2 separate regions of the Cricetulus griseus genome follow, and region 2 is linked to region 1. A link is a contact called in public Micro-C data. All regions are on one chromosome and are shown on one strand. The core of a region is the stretch at or near the end of the contact, and the rest is flanking DNA. Distances in the headings are between cores, read along the strand shown.

What was found. Hi-C and Micro-C count contacts between places; a contact is called where the count stands out from the background.
Region 2: a contact with region 1 is called in a Micro-C map of the CHO-K1 cell line, with 3 times the contacts expected there. The contact joins the promoter of Ddx24 here to the promoter of Sirt6 in region 1. A contact is called at or near these places in 3 of 8 Hi-C or Micro-C datasets (the CHO-K1 cell line and liver).

The regions. Positions count from the first base shown.
Region 1 is chr5:102,385,755-102,388,408 of CriGri-PICRH-1.0, reverse strand. Sirt6 (NAD-dependent protein deacetylase sirtuin-6) reads left to right here and starts at 1,326. Exons shown (of 7, transcript XM_035445559.1): 1 at 1,326-1,477; 2 at 1,660-1,787; 3 at 2,047-2,229. The coding sequence starts at 1,412. It overlaps Ankrd24 (ankyrin repeat domain-containing protein 24), which reads right to left and starts at 1,374. Exons shown (of 24, transcript XM_035445864.1): 1 at 84-1,374.
Region 2 is chr5:102,657,172-102,659,825 of CriGri-PICRH-1.0, reverse strand. Ddx24 (ATP-dependent RNA helicase DDX24) reads right to left here and starts at 1,364. Exons shown (of 9, transcript XM_027419185.2): 1 at 1,253-1,364.

The DNA of each region.
Region 1 (2,654 bases), core at 77-2,576:
CACCCACCACCCACCCATCCACCCCATCCATCCATCCATCCATCCATCCACTCATCCATCCATCCATCCATTCATCCACCCACCTGTCCATCCTTCCTTTCTCCTCTACAGCTCAGTGTACAGCTCATTCTCACCCCCAATTATAAAGTTCAATCACACCCAAGGGTAACAGGAAACTCAGGTTGGCAGTCAGGATGGAATCGTGTGGGTAAGGCCTGTGAATTTAGGGGTCTCCCTCCTGGAAGAGGTGGGGCAGCACAGGTCCGCTGACCTGTGGGTTCCCACAATGGTTCAGGGAGGAGGCCGCACATTGAGCGAGGTCCGCGCATGTCGGGTGGGTCCCGTGTACCTGTCACGAGTGTGCAGGTGCATGTATGTGTTCGGGTGTCGCAAGCAGCCCCCTCCCCAACCCCCTGACACAGTATCCCCTTCCTTGGGACCCAGAGCAGCGTCTTCCCTGGCCTCTCACAGTCTCATCCCCCTACCTGAGGCGTCTCTAGGCCAGAGCACTGCGTGCACCACAGCCTCTCTGGTTACCCGCTCCAAGTGCGAGCTGCCAGCAGCAGAGTCGGGGTGACACCTGATCAGGAAGGGGGGGCATCCGCCCAGGGGGACGGGATGAGCCCAGAGAGGGAGGACTGCTGTTGGCCAGCCTGCTCATGTGGGCAGCCCCAAGGACTGCTGCCCCCATCGCCGTGGCCTGGTCCCGTCTGACCACCAGCAGGCACAGGGGTCAGGATGGACTGCCACAGGAGGGGATCACAGGAGGTGCTTCTGACCCAGTATCCCCTTCCCCATCTCTCTCTGCGTCTCCGGGCCCCTCTGTGTAACGTGGGGACCTGACCGTGATGCTCTGTGCTATCCCCAGAAACAAAGCTGAGAACATGCTGGCAGGGCGCCCGGGGGAGGGGGTGCCTGTGAACCCCAAGTTCCCATTCATTCTATCCTGTGGCTCAGAAAGGGGCAGACACGGGCTGACAGCCGCACAGCAGAGACCCAAAGGCCGCCCAGGGTCTCACGACCTCTAGACGGGCTTCGAACTCCCGCCGCGGCTGTATGCACGAGGGGTGAGCTCTACCCACGGAGTGAGAGTTCCGGGGGTTGTTTTTAATGGTTTTTGTTGCTGGTTTTGTCGCTTTTCTGAAACAGGGTCTCATTGCACAGCCAGGCTGGGCTGGGACTCGGTTCCTGCGAGCGCGCCGGGGACGAGAAGGGAAGGCTCGCGAGGCAGCCCGCAAGTCTCTGCCAGCACTAAAGATGGCGCCCGCGGCGTCAGTGCGGCGCGCGCGCTCCGGGGGGAAACACCTCCTCCGCCTCTAACGCTCCCACCCCGGCGGTCCCTTCCCCATTTCCGGCGGAAGCGGCCTCAACAAGGGAAACTTTATTGTTCCCGTCTGCGCTGTTGGCGACGATGTCGGTGAATTACGCAGCCGGGCTGTCGCCGTATGCGGATAAGGGCAAGTGCGGGCTGCCGGAGGTGAGGCCACGGTGTCCCGGTCGCCAGACGGGGGCCCGGACGAGTGGGGCATTGTGGGGACAGCACGAAACACGGAGTGTAGACAGCGGGAAGGACTTTCCTGGAAGGAGGACCCCGCGGGCGGGGTGGGTGCGGTGCGGTGGGGTCCGTCCCTGAGCCCAGCTGTGCCCCCGTCCCCACAGATCTTCGACCCCCCGGAGGAGCTGGAGCGGAAGGTGGGGGAGCTGGCCCGGCTGATGCTGCAGGCCTCCAGCGTGGTTTTCCACACGGGCGCCGGCATCAGCACCGCCTCCGGCATCCCCGACTTCAGGTCTGTGAACGAGCACGGGAAACTGAGGCAGGGCGCTGGCGGGGACGGCCGTGAGGTGGGGCAGCCGCCACAGATCCCGGCGATGTGTGGCTGCAGGGGATGCTGGGACGCGTCTGCGGGGTCCCCGGCTGCGGGGTCCCCGGCTGGCCGGCTGGCTCTCCCCGACAGGGACCCAGCCCGCAGCACACACTGACTTCAGGCTCCCAGGACGAGGCCTGCACTCGAAAAGGAACTTCTGTCCTCTGCTCGCTGTCCTCAGAGGCCCCCACGGCGTGTGGACCATGGAAGAGCGTGGCCTGGCCCCCAAGTTTGACACCACCTTCGAGAACGCCCGGCCCTCCAAGACCCACATGGCCCTGGTGCAGCTGGAGCGCTCGGGCTTCCTCAGCTTCCTCGTCAGCCAGAATGTGGACGGGCTGCACGTACGCTCGGGCTTCCCCAGGTCAGATGGGACTGGACCAGGGGCGTGGGGCTCAGCTGCACCCCTTCCTTATCCGGGAACCAGGCTGCCTGCCCGGGGTCAGGGACATTTTATTGGAGATGGAAAGGGGGGAAGAGCTTGGAGCCTAAAGTAGGCCAGCACTTGGTCAATGGGGGGGTTTCTAGGTGGGGCTCCACCCTGAGCCACGCCCCCAGCCCCTCACTGGGGGCGTCTAGGCAAGTGCTCTAAGGCCAACAGATTGTTTTCTGTTTTTTTGTTTTTTAAGATTTTCGAGACAGGGTTTCTCTGTGTAGCATTGGAACCTATCCTGGAACTAGCTCTGTAGACCAGGCTGGCCTCGAACTCACAGAGATCCGCCTGCCTCTGCCTCCCGAGTGCTGGGATTAAAGGCGTGCGACACCACGGTCCATCTGGCCAACAGATTT
Region 2 (2,654 bases), core at 115-2,614, 270 kb before region 1:
AGAAGACCTGAAAATGGTTTAACACACAGAAGATGCTCCCAGCCAGAAAATGAAACACAAACACCCACAGAATAGGTTAGTTCGCCTTGGAGCAGAGGGAACACAGGCAATGAAGTAAAGATCCATGAGCTAACACGTGTCAGGATCCCAGCTCCAACACTAAATACAACTTCAACAATACTACTTACTTGTCTCAGAATTTAGTGTCTTAATCCTCTAAAAGGAGAGGGGCATGATAATACCTGCTTTTATGCTGTACACAAATAATTGAAAGTATCAAGAGAGGTGCCAGAGGGAAGCCTACCCTACATGAGCCATTTCTGAGATGGAGTAAGAACCTGAGATGCTTTTTTCAGTTCTGTGTTAGGGGATGGAGTGTTCTTTACTACAACTGCACTGAGCTCTCTTCCCTGTTAGAAAAGGCAATGCCATCTCCACTCCAACACAGCTGTCTAGTTACACTTTAAGTGATCTAGAGCTAGCGGGAGATGCAGCTCAGTTTGTTACCCTAGAGTGAATGAAGACCTGGGTTCCACGCCCAGCACTGCTTAAAAACCATGCTTAGTGGGTAGCCAGCATTCGGGAAAAGGAGATAGGAAGATCAGGAGTTCAAAGCCAGCCTCGGCTACATGAGACCCTTGTCTTTAAAGGGGGTCGGATTATGCATGACTTATTTGAGTGGCAGTGGCTCCACACCGTCCTCTCTACATGAAAGAATAGACACTGTGGAAAGCACAAGGTAAAATTATACAATTATATTCTCGATTAACATCTAGAGCCAACACTTGCCACCTCTGAGGCTCAGTTTCCCCGACTACAACGTTAGGACAATGAGATATTTATCCCACTGGGTCCTCGCTTGAATACGACATGATGACGCATGTCAAAACCCGCTTAGCATGGCGCCCGTGTAGAGAGGCACGCTGACTCGCAGGCAAGGCTCCCCCAGCCGTCCCGGGCACCGACCACACCACGGCCCCACCGCACCGACAAGCCGAAGGGGCTGTCACTGAAAATGGGACGCGGGAGAGGCCCTGCGCCGCTTGCAAGACTCCCTCGGACACAACGACCGCACGAGCCCTTCAAGGGAGGTGACTGGGCCCTGACGCCTGCCTGCGGGCCCTCAGGCGTGGGGAAGCCAGGAACCAGGGCAGTGGGGTCACCCGTGACACGCGATGCTGCGGGAGCACCGGGAGCGCGTCCGCAAAAGGCCACGGCATCGCTCCGCACCGCACTCGCCGAGAGTACTCACCGCCAGCGATCTCTCACACACTCGGCGACGCCTGCGACACCCCGACCCGGAACTGCAGCAGCCTGCATCTGCAGTTCCGGGGCGGGACTTCAGGCACGCGTGCGCGCCACAGAAGGAAGTACCGCCTCCATAGCTGTCTGATTGGCATTGTTTCAGGACGTGGGCGGGAGCGGAAAAGGCCTGGGGTTGGCTCTGGGTCTCTTCCTGTTTATCACGTAGGCTGCTTCTTGGAGCTCGTTCCTGGACGCTAGGGAGCGCGAGTGTTCGCGTCATCTTGATCTAGTTTGGGTGCGGGAGCCCTTGCAAGGTATTGAGTACCTACTGTTAGCTTTGATGCCTTTTCTTGCCTGATTCACAGCACAACCACGCCTGCACTGAAAGTGCTGTGTTCTCCCAGTTCCCTTGAGCGCAAGGCTGGTGAAGACGGAGCGGCCAGTCCCGAACGCAAGTTTTAGAGCCCGATACGAAGACTTTAACGTTAATGAAAAATAATGAAAAAGATTCCCTAAGGTTACGGCGATGCCTAACCCTCTATAAACCATGAGTTGTTTCTGTTCTAGTCTGCATGTTTTTAAGCATCAACAACTAAAGTTGTTCCTACATCTCTGGGTGCTGAGGGAGTCTCACTGGAGAGGGTGGAAGTTCTCAGCCTCAACACTAAAGCAGTCCCCACAGTGTACATTGTGACATTTTCCAAAAGCTATTGAACCTGGGAAGGGCAGCATTCTAAAAGCCTGTCCTCCAACAGGTTTTTTTTGTTTGTTTGTTTGGTTGGCTTTTTTTTTTTTTTTTTTTTTTTTTGGTTTTTTGTTTTTTCGAGACAGGGTTTCTCTGTGGCTTTGGAGGCTGTCCTGGAACTAGTTCTTGTAGACCAGGCTGGTCTCGAACTCAAAGAGATCCGCCTGCCTCTGCCTCCCGAGTGCTGGGATTAAAGGCGTGCACCACCCGGCCTCCAACAGGTTTTATAGGTATTAGATCTCATACCCAGGACAAAAGGCTGTCCTATCACAGCAGACCGGGCAGCCAGGCTCGCCCAGCCTCTCTCAGTCCCCATCCATTAACGGGTATAACTAGCATACTCCACCCTCTACCATGAACTCTCCAGCCCAAGGGCTGGGCTGCCCTTCCCCCACAGGCTCTAACCTGTATAATCCAGACATTTTAGTTACCTACCATTTTGTACCTTTGACCTCCTGGCTGGTGCACCTAGTTCCTCTCTCCCTTTCCTGCCCTCTTCCCACAGGGACCAGCTCAGCCTGGTCATGTCCACTCTGGACTCTCCCAGATATCCATACCTCTGACTATGCTGTCACACATATCTGCAATAAACTTTCTCCTCCAGCGTGCCTAGGGGCAGTCGTGTCTTTTCCTTCCATTTTTATGCCTTACTTTTTCATTTACC